Linked DNA regions of Mus musculus: regions 1, 3, 4 and 5 are each linked to region 2. A link is a contact called in public HiCAR-type and promoter capture Hi-C data. All regions are on one chromosome and are shown on one strand. The core of a region is the stretch at or near the end of the contact, and the rest is flanking DNA. Distances in the headings are between cores, read along the strand shown.

Region 1 (2,700 bases), core at 9-2,508, 2.6 Mb before region 2:
ACCCCACCAGTAAACAAGAATATGTCTGTTATGTTCACTGACCTATCTGGTGCCTAGGGCATTGTTAAATATATGAATAAGTCTTTTTTTTTCTTTTTTTCTTTCCTTTTTTTGGTTTTTCGAGACAGGGTTTCTCTGTATAGCTCTGGCTGTCCTGGAACTAACTTTGTAGACCAGGCTGGTCTAGAACTCAGAAATCCGCCCGCCTCTGCCTCCCAAGTGCTGGGATTAAAGGCGTGAGCCACCACTGCCCAGCATGAATAAGGTGTAAGTGTTCACTAAATACTTGGTATAACAATTACCAAAATGAAAAAGACACAGACTCAAGCTTGGAGTTTACTCTGTGGTTAAAAGGAAAGGAGCTTGCCTGACACTGGACATGAAACCAACCTCAAGAGTGTTCAGAACTGAGTGCTAGGGACTGGTTCTTTTCATTCCAAGTCTTCTCAGACTTTTGTTAAATCTTGTCTACAGGAAATACAATTATTCAGCACATACTCTGTACCTGGTCGGGTCCCAGTCCTCTGTGGTGGTACCCTTGCCACTAAGGTTTCATAAAACACTCTAGCAGCCTCGGGAGTTTCTCAGATCAGTGGAAGCGACAGGAAGACTTCTTAGAGAAGGGATAACTTGAGCTATATCTTTACATCATTTTTCTCAGCTAGGGAAGTGATTCGAAGATTACCCGGGCAGCGCTACAGGAGGTTCACAAGCCACTACATCGCCCCACCATCCTTCCAGTGCAGTCACGCACAGGGTCCCCACGAGCACGGACACACAACCAACCGTCTTCTTCCCAGTCCTCACATGGGCCCTTTCAAAGGGTCTCCTCACGGATACACCTCAGACTTTCCCCCGCCAGCCAAGCACCGGGAGCAGTAAAAGCCTCTCACCGCTGCCAAAGCGCCGCTCACCCGGCGCTCGGCGCCATCTTGGCCCCGCCCCCTGACAGGAGTAGGTCCTGGCAGAAGCCAAAAAGTTATCACTGTTCTTCCCTATGTCAAAATAGACCATATCGTTTCACAGTCTGAAATTATATAAAAATTTCATTCTACGTGCATGTGTAAAGATCATATTACTCTATTCTAATTACTTCAATTTGTATCTTCATTACCCAGCTGTCAGGACCTTCAGAAGGCGCCACAAAACTGAGCCATCACGCTCCACCCACTTTCGGGCTGGCTCTGAGCATGCGCTGACCGTTCTATGATTTTTTTTTTTTTTTTTTTAAAGCTTGCTGCGGGCTTCGCCTAAATTTAAAGGGCCCGCTGCCTTCCAGAAGTTGGTCTGAAGGCAAAGGGTGGTTGTATGTGTGGACTGCGTTTTATCATGGGACCTGTGCGGCTGGAGATACTGCTTTTCATCCTGGCAGCGTACGGTGCTTGGGCTGAGGCGACAAAAGAGGAGGAAGATGACACAGAACGTTTGCCCAGCAAATGCGAAGGTACAGAAACGGAGTAGTTGCTATTTACATCTCCCTATCTACCTCCTGCCTCTCTAACTCTAGGCTGAATCAAATGGGCTAGGATAGATGGATCACTAGACTGTCTTGAAAGAGGTTCTGTTGGAGCTTGGTAACACTTGAATGGGAACAAGGGAGGGAAAGCAGGGTTAAGGTGGCACTACATTTCCCAGGTGGCATCCAGAAGGATCTAGGTTTTTCTTGCGGGCTTGGGCCCCAATGTATTGTGGGAATTGTAGTTCAAGAACCTGTAACGCTGGCTCTATGGAGCATCTTCCTCAGTCGTTTCTCTCCTTGTTAAAAATCTGGACAATCTGCATGGGTGGGGTGTAATACTCATTCCTTATAGGCATACTGAGTCCCGCCCTGGCAGAGACGCTCTTAAATTACAGGCCTGATGGCCCCCTTTAGGGGTTTTAAAGGTGAGTAAGTCCCCAGCTGAAGTTCATAAAGAGAAGATGAAGACACCACACCACTTAGAAGTTGCCCATCGGTGTGAGGCTTTGCAGATGGGGTGCACTGTAGGGATTTTACAACAAGCAGCATGGCCTCTGGCTACATTAGTAAATGCCCTCCCCCCAACCACCCCTCCCATCCCCAACAGGGAGGAAGCCAGGTCACTGAATAAATATCCTGTGGCTCCCTAACTCTAACTTTTTCTTTGGATTCATTATTGCTTCACTTTACACCCAACAACATGTTTTTATCATTGACACCCATGACTTGATTCTAATCTCTCACTTATTTTTGCATCTGTGTCCCCACTCTTCTGAGTCGGGGTGGGGGTGGAGACAGGGTTTCTCTTTATAGCTCTGGCTGTCCTGGAACTTGCCTGTAGACCAGACTGGTCTCTAACTCCGAAATCCACTTGCCTCTGCTGGGATTAAAGGCAGAAGTTAACTATATGAACCCCCTGTCTCTAGTTCTGACCTCAGAATGCTGGGATAGCGTGTGCCACATCACCTAACATTGCAGAGGTTCTTAGGATCTGAACTCAGGTCCTCAAGCTTAAAAGTGCTTTACTTACAGAACTGTTTTCCCAGACCCTAAGCCAACTTTGGAGTGAGGGGAGAGCTGTAAAAACACTTTTTTTTTTTTTTGAGACAGGTTTTCTCTGTGTAGCCCTGGCTGTCCTGGAACTCTGGAACTCACTCTGTAGACCAGGCTGGCCTCAAACTCAGAAATCCACCTGCCTCTGCCTCCCGAGTGCTGGGATTAAAGGTGTGCGCCACCACTGA
Region 2 (2,700 bases), core at 124-2,623:
GGATTAACTTGGAGACTGGGGTCGGGGTGAGGCCGGGGGTACAGGTAGGGAGGTGGTTAGGGACGAACACGATTGGCACAGAACTGACCCTTGTTTCAATGCTGGGTAGTGGGTGTCTCGAAGCTCCTTCTAACATCTCACCTAACTTGGTGTGTATGTTAAATCACCATACTAAAAGGTTTAAAGAACAAAGTATGGGTGGCACATGCCTGTAATCCTACCACTGGGGAGACGGGTCAGAAGGATAAGGAGTTTAAGGTCAGCCTTGTCTACATGGCAAGGCCAGCCTGGGCTTCATGACTCCCTATCTCAAAAATACAAACACTGGCAACTTAGTCTAGTTAGTAATGTCCTCCCTAGCACGCATGAAGTTCTGGATTCAATCCCAGCACTACACGAACAAAGTATGGTGACACAGCGCCCTCCTCCTCTGTAATTCCAGGATTTGAGAAGTTGAGGAGAGAAAGGATCAGGAGTTCAAGGTCATTCTTAGCTACAGAGTGAGTTCAAGGCCAGTCTGGGGTATATGATATAATGTGTGTGTGTGTGTGTGGTGGGGGGAATAAAATGGTCAATTCTCATTTACAAATAAAAAACGAAGGCTGATGTCCTCCAACCTACACTATAAACTTTGCATGCTGGAGGGACAGGGAGAGTTGGCGACCCTCAATCCACGTGTCCAGCCCTAACACCCTATTTGTAACCCAAGTCCCTGAGAGTGGTCCAGCTTGCATTCCCACGGTCCCCAAGCGTCCAGGGCTCTGCAAATCTATCGCGCCCCTGGGAGGTCACGGGAGTAACCCCAACTGCATTGCTTGAGGTCCCTATTGGAAGGGAGGGGCGCCGGGTGGCAGGGTCGCGGGTCCGTGGAGAACAAAGGGGGCGGGGCCCGCGCGCCACCTGGACCAGGTGTGTGTGGGCGGGGCCGCGCGTCACCTTAAGGATGTTGTCGAAGATGGTGTCGCGGAACTCCAGCAGCGCCTTCTGGTCGAACTCCCGGCCGTGGATGATGCGCATCTGCTTGAGGAAGGTGGACTTGCCGCTCTCGCCGGCGCCCAGCAGCAGGATCTTGACCAGCCGCCGCACCGCGCGCCGCTCGCGGGCCAGCAGCGCGTCGATGTCGCGGCTGCGCCGTCGGGCCTCGCGCTCCGCGTCGCGCGCCGCGCCCGCCCTGCGCTCGCGGGCTCCGGCCTCGGCCGGCAGCAAGCAGCGGCTAAGGGTCCGCACCACCCCGGACATGGCCGCCCTCAGGCCGCGGCCGCGCCCCGCTGGGGCCCGCGCGCCATGGACGCCCCTCAGCCGGCGCGGCCCTGCCGGGCCAGGCGCCGCCCCGCCCGCCGCTCCCTCAGGCTGCGTCCGCCGCCGCCGCCCCGAGGCCCTCACTCGCCGGGCCGGCTGAGGGGCGGAGGGGAAGGCGCGGAGGGCGGGGCGGCGCCGCGCAGAAACTCTTTTATTGGTTGGGAAGTCTTCTATCTTGGGCAGCGCGCTTTTTTACTGGACAAGCGTGCCTTGGAGGAGGCGGGCACTCCTGTGGTCCTTGGGGCGGAGCCGGTGCCGAAAAAGGCGGGATCTTTTCGATGAGGGAGCTTCTTATTGGACTGCTGAGCAAACTTCTTTCTTTCAGAATGAAAGGGAGGTGGGGCCATTGAGGAGGAGGAGCTGAAGCCCTTCGCAACCAATTAGAAGTGCTCTGATCGTTTGTCAGTCACAATAACTACGCTTGGGATTGGAAGTTGTGGGAAATGGGGCGAGGCCAAAAGTGCCAGGTGTACAGAGTGACTCTCTGCCTTGATTCCCAGGTTGGTCCGGCTGTGAGCCCAAGATGTGGCTGCAAAGTTGGGAAATAGCGATGAGGTCCTCCTGCTCTTAAGTTTAGGGAGAAAGCTCAGTCGTTTTCCTTCCAAAAACATTGAAGCAGGGTGGGTCATCATTTTCAAACAAAAGCTGCTTTGAGTGTTACATGGGCCCCAAATAAGGAGAAAACAAACAAACAAAATTATTGTATGGGTCTCCCTAGGCACTTTCTTAAAATATGATTAAGGGGAGATGGTTCAGTGGGAAAGAACTGTGAAAGTGTGAGGACATGAGTTCAAATTTCCAGTTGTGCCTGTAACCCCACCTCTCAAAACCCAAGATAAGACCAATTCCAGTAACTTGCTGTGCAGCTATCCTAGCCCCAATGATAAGCTTAAGGTTCAGTGAGAGAAGCTGTTTGAAACGTTACAGAGGGGAGGCAGTTGAGCGACTTCTTGGCCTTTGTATGTATGTGCACTGGCGCGCGCACACACACACACACACACACACACACTTGCACACACATGCACGAGCGCGCACACACACATCTGTGTTTGTCATAATCACTCAGGCAGTTTGATGTGGAATAGTGGTCTGAAGTGTGGTGTCTGAAGGGTGTTGGTGCTGCATGGAGAATCATTACAGAAGCAAGAGAATTGAGATGAGTTTGAAGCCAGCCAGGGCTACATAGTAACTCTCTCACCATCTTGGCTAGAGATGATGTTGCAAGAGGAGGTCAAGCTTGTGTGATATAATCCCAGTATTGAGAGAGCCCGAGACAGGAAAATATGGAATTTGAGGCCAGCCTGGACTAAAGCTTGACTCTGTCTCAAAATGTTTTTTTTCAATATGTGTACCTGTTCCATATCCCACTTTCTATTACAAACAGAAGACAACCTTTGGTGT
Region 3 (2,700 bases), core at 142-2,641, 2.6 Mb before region 2:
AGTCATGGTGTGAAAACGTAATCCAGAACTCCAGCTAGCAACCTCAGCCTCTCCAGGTTGGTTTTGGATGGATGTCTGTAAGCTCCCAATTTCATGATTTCTGTTCTTTTACTTAGAAGCCTTCCCTGAAGAAACTCTCTGCTCTGCCCAGAACTCTGTCTGTTCGTAGTTGTCTTAAAGGGACTTCCTCAGGTAGTTTTGGCTGGATACTTGGATACTTGAGTACCTGATTTGATGGAAATTGATGTGCTTCTCTCTCTCTCTCTCTCTCTCTCTCTCTCACTCACTTTATAAAGTCACTCGTTCAAAATAAAAATTGTGGCTACTGTAGACCATTCTCTGGATTGTACAAAGCAGCTGTTGATATTTGTATACCCACTTCAGAGCAATGGTGCCAAGCACCTTTGCCCGCTGAGCCACTTTGCCAGCCCTACTTCAATTTTTTGGTCATGATGATTGAATCTGGGGCCTATGCATGCTAGGCAAGTTTTGAAACGATAGCTACAGCCTTGCCTCATTTTCTCTAATTAGCTGCTGCTTCTACAAGATGATTTGGGGTGGACGACTTTCTTTGTTTAGTGCTGTGGGTACAGACCCACACCCAGTATGCATAAGGCCCTGACTTTGCTTCTTGGCACTGAAAATAAATGGGGTGGGGGATATAATTCACTAATTTAGTGTACAACTTAGTAACTTCGGCACATTCACAAAGATATGCAGACTTCAATATGAATTCCAAAAAGCTTAAATCACATGCCCTGCCATACCCTCATTAATAAGCACTTCCTATTTTTTCTTGCCCCACTACCAACTAGTAATTGCTTTCAGTTTTTCTGTATTTGCAAGAAGTGTATGTGTTTTAATCAGGATCTTGGTAGGTAGCTCAGGCCTCAGTCTGGCACTGAACTCCCTATTCAGCCCAATCCTCGGCCTCTCAGGCTTTAAACTAGGATTACAAGCATTCGGCAATAGTCACAGCTAAGCGTCTTACATAGATGGGACCACATAATATATAGCCTTATGAACCTGCCCTTTCACAACCCGTCCTTTTGGTTGGGTCTGAGCCTCTGAAGGCTGAGTGGTCTCTGAAGCCATCTCCCTGGCCTGCTTTCTCTTGTTTTGGAGATTCTCAAGCTGCATTTGGTGTCAGGACATTATCATCTTGTATTGATCTTACACTACTGTGTGTACACAGCAAATTTGATTTACTCATTCATAGCCATATTTGGGCCGATCCACTCTTAACACATATACTCAAGGCAGAAAGTTAACACGTGAACAGCTTTTCACGTGTAAACCAAACCATCGTCTTTCACATTGGTACATTAGTTTCTCTTTTCAGGTTGAACAGTGACACCTAAGACTCCTCTTACATCACCGGACTGTTCTACTTTCTTCTTGGAAGCCACCGGCAGATGCATATTCCTATTGCAAAGGATAGAAGCAGTGCACGTTCGTGTGGCGACACTGCCCCGCGACTCTCCGGACAACTCTCGCAGGCAAATCCTGAGGGGCGGGGAAATGCAACCAATCCACGAATGTGTTCGGAAAGCGGGGCTCCGCAGTGGTTGATAAAGTATAATGACATACCCGCCATCCAATCCTCAAGCGAAGGGCTGGGCTACAGTCAGCTGGTGAAACCACCTGACCCGAGCCTGGAGCCGGAAACTACCTATCCGGCAGACTGCTTACACTGCACCTACGGCTGCGATGGTGAGTGTGGACGCATGCGCGGGTGTGCACGCCTGCGGTTCCGCGTCCCTGTTTTCCGAGCTTCTGTTGCCACCTTATGGCTTGCATTTCACTGTCACCTCCAGTCCACCCTGGGACCGAAAGGGAACAGAGATGGGAGGGAAGCGACAGGGAGGGCTGGAGAAGGAAGGCTCCGCTACCGGGTGTTCTGCAGCGGGGGAGTAGTCTAGATGGCACAAGGGGCGGGGCATAAGGGGACTGGAGTGGGAAGGGACATGAGGAGGGGTTGAGGGGCTAGGAAGGCCTCCTGGGTCACCTACATGACAAGTGGAAGAGCTCAGAGGTCCAATAGTGACCGTGGATGGAGACTCAGTGTTACAAGCCATTATGAGGGCCTTGGAAGGCTCATATCCAGGAGGGAGATGGGTTTGCAAGGCTGTCATGATTCTCCTTGTCTCTTTACCCTCTAGACTTCCGCACTGACCCAAGGGCTGGAGCGAATCCCAGACCAGCTTGGCTACCTGGTGCTGAGCGAAGGTGCAGTGCTGGCGGTGCGTTGTGGGAAAGCAAAGCGTGGGGTGGAGGGTGTGTGTGTGTGTGTGTGTGGGGGGGTCCTTTGGGGACACACAGCCCAGAAATCCCTTCAAATATTTCCAAGTTGTCTCTTTTTGTCTTCTCTGTGGTTCCTTGCTTGCCATATAGTAAGCTTTATGTAGTATTTGGATATGTGGTATAAAAGCTAATTACCAAAAGGTTGGGGAGGTAGCTTAGTACGGAGAATGAGTTGCCTAGCATGCACAGAGCCTTCTCTTCAATCCCAATACTGCATAAAACCAAACAGAGTGTAGTCCCAGCACTTGGAAGGTGGAAACAGTGGGTTAGATGTTCAGGCTTATCTTTGGCTACATATCAAATTCAATCACAACCTGGACTACATGTAACTCAGCCTCAAAAAACAACAAACAAACCATTACCCAAGTTATACAATTAGTTAGTTAGTTGTAGTTT
Region 4 (2,700 bases), core at 31-2,530, 2.2 Mb before region 2:
TTGAACTCTGGTCCTCAGGACAGAACTTTAAACGTTCTTAAGCCATTTCTCCAGCCTGTTAGCTCTCTTAGTCAGGTTCCTCCAGCTGTCCTTACTGAGTATTGTAAACTCTGCTGGTTCTGTCAATCAACGACATGCAATTTATCCTTTTACTTTTTTTCCTTGCTATATACTCAGTAAACACATTTATTCAAAACCCCAGATCATTCCCTGGACTACAGAGAAAAGCAGGTTACGAGGACTTGATACTGCTTACAAGTCACTTGACTAACAAAAGGTGCCGAATAGACACTGATCTCCATCTCCTCTTATTAGATGTTGCTGAGCTTACAAAAATATGTATAGAGCAGTCCCTTCTACTTCCTGAGACCAGGAAAGTCATAGCTCTCAAAAGGATTTTGTAGCTGTTCTGAGTGGAGGCAAGCTAGAATCTAAATACGTTTGAAGATCTTGTCCCAATAGCACATAAAAGTCATCAAGTTTTCACTGGTCAGATTATAAAGATATTTTAGGTGCAATGGGTCATTGCAATCAACATCACGTGTATTCATTTATTTCAAGTCAGGGTTTAGATATGCGTCCCAAGGTGCCATAAAACTCATCCTGTAGCCAAGCTGAACTTGAGATTGCGATTTCCCTGACTCTGTCTTTCAAGTGCTAAGGAGTACATACAGGCACGCGCCACCAAGGTTGACTTTGCCTGCAATTTTTAATCTGAATATAAGAAAACTTTTACAAGTCTCTTTCCATTTTGAAGGCAAAGCTAATGAGAGCAGATTTCAGAAATTTTGAGATGATTTTGAAAACGGACATCTTCCCATTTGTTTATTCGACTAAACACATGTACACATACTTAACTCATAATCACATATGACTTTATGTATAGAATTAAAAGCAAATGTGAGCTGTGGTCCAGAGAGGACTTTAGCAGGCTAAAAGCAACGCGTATGGACCTGAAGGCATAAGGTTTTAACAGAGGCTGAAGTCTTTGTGCATATACGCGACAGGACTCGTGGCTACCCCATAGCTGGAGAAGACCGAGGGTCAGGCCTCCTATAGAAGTCCAAACTTGGAGACGTGACAGGAGCCAGAGTCCCCAACAGCTGCAGCTAAGAACCTGTTAACCTGAGCTCCTTCAGCTGTGAGCTGGAGCCAACTACTGTCTTTCAGAGGACAGAGAACCTGAAGCTCTGTCCAATCAGAGGCCCTAGCCTCAAGACGTGCCCAATCAGACACACAAACGGAGGGTAGGGGCGGGCTTTGGCTGTCAACCAGCCTTTGTCTGGGACCCTCCATATTGGAATCACTGTATGCTGCTAGGGAAGCTGTTGCTCAGCTTCGGTGGCGCGGTGACGCTGTAAGTGCTGGGCGATGGTGAGAAGACGCCAGCGGCTCCCAGAAGTGGACATGGTGAGTGTACGTGTGGCGCCCGGAGGTGACAGTGCGGGAAGCGCTGTGGCAGAGCAGGGTCTGCGGTGAGGCCTCCTGGGCAGCTGATCTGGATCCCCTGGGCTGCGGGGTTGCTGGAGCCTGGGCGTCCTGTCCTTCTACCTGAGGGTTCTGGCGCCTTTTCTGAGCAGCTCTGCTCTGGCTGCCTGTTTGCTCCGGATCATGCGTGGCGAGGACTTGGTGGATCATCAGGGGAGAGTCTCTGAATGTGACGGTCATTCACTAAAGGAACTATGTTTTCTAGAATCCCCAGTCCCTTCGTTCTCTCCGTGGCCCACCTAGCCCGAACTTCACAAATGAATGGGAAACAGGGTCGCAAACCCAGAACCTAAGCCAGCTCCACTGCAGTCTACTACCTGTTCTTCCACATCCTCGCCCACACTCCCAACACGAAAATTTCCCCTTTCACCCATTTTGTATGGTCCTGGGCTTACTACAGGTACTCTGCAGAGCAGCTGCACTTTTGAAAGCCTCCCATTTATTCCAAATGATATATTTTCCTTATGGTAATCTCAAACCAATATTTTTTTCAAAAAAAAAAAGTTTTGTTTTCCTCCAGGTACGAGAAAAATTGATTTTTAAGTGTGTTTGTGTGTGTCTGTGTGTGTCTGTGTGTGTCTGAGTGCACCAAATGAGGGCAGTGCCAGAAAATGGCGTGTGATTGATTCCCCTGAAGTGAAGTTACAGCAGGCTGTGAGTTTCCCCATGTGGATGCTGGGAACCAAGCCCCGGGTCCCCTGGAAGAGCAGCAATTGCTCTTAACTGCTGAGCTGTCTCTCTAGTCCTGAGGATGTTTGTGTGTGAAGAGAGTAAAGTAGAGAAGAAACCCCTGAGTCCTTGTTTTAAAAAGACTGTGTCTTCTGTCCTACCCCCCCCCCCCCACTCTAGGCTAGGACAATTTATGAGAATACCTTTGTCTACTTCCCCCATAGGAACTGTGAGATGTCCTCATCCCCACCTCCATGTCTTTTCCAGGTAGTAGGTTTCTGAAGTGCCTGAACCGAAATGCTTATAATCGTCCCGTCTCGGGTCTCTTGGAGTATTTAGCAATACTGAGTAGACCTGAAATGTGGGGTGAACTGTGGAAGAGTGTGATGGAAGTGCCAAGGCCCTATAAGGCTGCCAAGAGGTCCAGTGCTGCTCGTTGTGTGTGTGTGTGTTTTCTACTACATAGTAATTAATTTCTAATTAACTAGTAATTCTATTTTTATCTGTTATACTGATATGTCTGTGTTGCTCTTAACAATACCA
Region 5 (2,705 bases), core at 164-2,663, 2.1 Mb after region 2:
GCCAGATCTTCTCCATGTCGTCCCAGTTGGTAACAATGCCATGTTCAATGGGGTACTTCAGGGTCAGGATACCTCTCTTGCTCTGGGCCTCGTCACCCACATAGGAGTCCTTCTGACCCATTCCCACCATCACACCCTGTGGAAGGGAACAGCCTTCTTAGCACCGGCATCGATCCCCAAGAAAACCCCAGGCTTGCCACTCCCAAAGTAACAGGTCACTTACCTGGTGCCTAGGGCGGCCCACGATGGAGGGGAATACAGCCCGGGGAGCATCGTCGCCCGCGAAGCCGGCTTTGCACATGCCGGAGCCGTTGTCGACGACCAGCGCAGCGATATCGTCATCCATGGCGAACTATCAAGACACAAAAGAAGGCTATAGTCACCTCGGGGCCGCCAAGAGCAGCCGCTGCCGCCCTGCCCACTTCCGGCAAGCCGCGGGCTCGAGCCGCCAGGGGGCGCGCGCCCAAGCTCAGGGGACAAAGGAAGCGCAGACCGGCCGCATTATTACCATAAAAGGCAAACGCTGGCCCGGAGGCGGACCTAGGGCAGGAAGCCAGACCTCCGCCCCCTCCCCAAACGGGCGCAAGCTCCGCCTACACTGCGCCGACGGGCGGCTTGTGCGCGCGCGGGAGGCGACCACACCCAGCAGGAAGCGCAAACAAGGCGCCCGTGCCACTGTGACCCCGCCCCTTCCGGACAACGGCCCCGCCCTCGCCCAACCCCGGGCAGCCGCGCTCCCAGCCTCAATACGCACGCGCAGCTAACTAGGAAGAGGGGGAGAGGAAGAGCTCCCTCCCTAGCGCACACGCGCCTCGATGCCCAGTGATAGAGAGCGCACGCGCAGTGGCATCCCAGCCCCCACCCGGCCGAGCCGGCCCTGCCGCGCCCGCCCGCCCGCCCGCCCGCCCGGCAAGCCGAATAGGCAAACCGGTTTGGACAAAGACCCAGAGGCCATTGAGGCGTGATCGTAGCGTCTGGTTCCCAATACTGTGTACTCTCAAGATGGACCTAATACGGCTTTTAACACCCGCAAGCCGCACCGGCTCATCAAATGCCCACACCGCGACCCTAGTGTGTCCCCAAGCCCCACGCACCGAGCGGGAGCGGGCCCACGAGTGTCTACACCGCGGGAATGTGGCTGCAAAGAGTCTACACGCTAGGCGTAAAGTTGGCTGTGCCAGTGTCCGCTCCGCGGCCCGGCACCACCCTCCACCCGCCCATGGTGTCCGTTCTGAGTGATCCTCAGGACCCTGCAGTGAGGTACTAGCCACGAGAGAGCGAAGGCCCGCTGGGCCCGGCGTCCCTGCTTACCTGGTGGCGGGTGTGGACCGGCAACGAAGGAGCTGCAAAGAAGCTGTGCTCGCGGGTGGACGCGACTCGACAGTGGCTGCGCGTTGCGCCGCCGGGTTTTATAGGACGCCACAGCGGCCACTCGAGCCATAAAAGGCAACTTTCGGAACGGCGGGCGCTGATTGGCTCCGCGTCGCTCACTCACCGGCCTCGCCGCACAGTGCAGCATTTTTTTACCCCCTCTCCCCTCCTTTTGAAAAAAAAAAAAAAAAAGAAGAAGAAAAAAAAAAAAAGCGAGAGAGAAAGCGAGATTGAGGAAGAGGATGAAGAGTTTTGGCGATGGGTGCTGGCTCCGTAGGCCCAGATGTACAGGAATAGCCTCCGCCCTTGTGGACACTGCCCCATTCAATGTCTCGGTTACTAGGCCTGCATTCTGGGGGTCACCCAACCACCCCAGGACCCTCTGGGTGTGGATGTCACGTGGATATCGAGCACTTAAGTGGATGAGGGTCAGCATCGAGGCCCGGACCCTATTTGTGTGGCCTCTTGTTTGAGGGACACGCGGGGCCTGGATTGAATGGACAGAGAGTCACTCCCCCTTGCTAGCAATTGCTAGCAATAGCCGGAAAGCCAGATCCGGGGGGGCCCCTTCTGCTGTGGTTCTAATTTGCTAGGTGTGTTGGGGTTCAACTTGGAAGCAGAACTCTGGTTGGAGAGGTTTTCATGGATCTTGACCTCTTAGAGACTCAAGGCCATCCTATCCCAAGCATAGGGCGAGCCCCAGTGGTCCAATAACTGGAGGTGTTGCAAGAAGATGCCTCCAGATATCCCCTGCCCCGGATCTAGAAAGGAACTGTGCTCAATAGAACAAACAAAACTTCTCATGGAGTCAGGCACTTTTGGAGAACTGCCTGATCACACCCAGGCAAGACTAAGCCTGGGCCGTTAGCTAGTGTCTCTGGGTGACTGCCAGACATCGCTGGGCTGGGGCCCACCATCTATCCTCTATTTATTATGTGCAGCCACAGCTGAGTTGTGCACTAGTCCATCTGCCAGCCGTGGGGATTCTGGGAGTGACAAGCTGCTCAGGGAAAAGTTGGTGGTCACCGGAGCCCCAAATCCTCCAGAGAGAAGCAGCCCCTGTCCCCCTCACCTAAGTACCAGTGTTCTACTTAGCAAGCCAGCTATTTGGCTGAGAGCTACACACGGGGTCAGGGTTGAGGGCCGGATCCCTCAGCTTAGCTTAGAAGGACACGCACCTTCTGGGAGAGTGTGACAGAAAGCTGGATTTAGGCAAGAAGGGTGCTTCAGGTGAGATGCTCTGGGCCTGCCGTGCCTCAGTGCATGCATAGGTAGGTGTTCACTGGCTCACAAAGTGTAGGTGTTGAAACCAAAGAAGGCTTCATCCATATATG

What was found. Promoter capture Hi-C pulls out the DNA fragments that hold promoters and counts their contacts. HiCAR-type assays count read pairs that join an accessible place to other places.
Region 1: a contact with region 2 is called in a promoter capture Hi-C map of pre-B cells, with 2.8 times the contacts expected there. The contact joins the promoter of Cnpy4 here to the promoter of Gna12 in region 2. A contact is called at or near these places in 2 of 39 promoter capture datasets (the 3T3-L1 cell line and pre-B cells).
Region 3: a promoter capture Hi-C map of pre-B cells shows a contact between it and region 2, with 3 times the contacts expected there. The contact joins the promoter of Lamtor4 here to the promoter of Gna12 in region 2.
Region 4: a promoter capture Hi-C map of pre-B cells shows a contact between it and region 2, with 4 times the contacts expected there. The contact joins the promoter of A430033K04Rik here to the promoter of Gna12 in region 2. A contact is called at or near these places in 3 of 39 promoter capture datasets (the 3T3-L1 cell line, erythroid cells and pre-B cells).
Region 5: a HiCAR-type map of astrocytes shows a contact between it and region 2, with 2.2 times the contacts expected there. The contact joins the promoter of Actb here to the promoter of Gna12 in region 2. A contact is called at or near these places in 3 of 39 promoter capture datasets (hippocampal neurons, liver and pre-B cells), 3 of 115 datasets of contacts at active chromatin or transcription factors (astrocytes, embryonic forebrain and forebrain) and 1 of 9 other capture datasets (liver).

What each region holds. Positions count from the first base shown.
Region 1 is chr5:138,186,277-138,188,976 of GRCm38.p6, forward strand. Cnpy4 (canopy FGF signaling regulator 4) reads left to right here and starts at 1,259. Exons shown (of 6, transcript NM_178612.4): 1 at 1,259-1,444. The coding sequence starts at 1,309. Taf6 (TATA-box binding protein associated factor 6) reads right to left here and starts at 950. Exons shown (of 15, transcript NM_009315.4): 1 at 894-950.
Region 2 is chr5:140,829,058-140,831,757 of GRCm38.p6, forward strand. It overlaps Gna12 (guanine nucleotide binding protein, alpha 12), which reads right to left and starts at 1,374. Exons shown (of 4, transcript NM_010302.2): 1 at 937-1,374. The coding sequence starts at 1,239.
Region 3 is chr5:138,254,091-138,256,790 of GRCm38.p6, forward strand. Lamtor4 (late endosomal/lysosomal adaptor, MAPK and MTOR activator 4) reads left to right here and starts at 1,392. Exons shown (of 4, transcript NM_001081108.2): 1 at 1,392-1,713; 2 at 2,163-2,243. The coding sequence starts at 1,711.
Region 4 is chr5:138,621,579-138,624,278 of GRCm38.p6, forward strand. A430033K04Rik (RIKEN cDNA A430033K04 gene) reads left to right here and starts at 1,281. Exons shown (of 4, transcript NM_183025.2): 1 at 1,281-1,410. The coding sequence starts at 1,372.
Region 5 is chr5:142,905,341-142,908,045 of GRCm38.p6, forward strand. Actb (actin, beta) reads right to left here and starts at 1,414. Exons shown (of 6, transcript NM_007393.5): 1 at 1,312-1,414; 2 at 224-352; 3 at 1-136. The coding sequence starts at 346.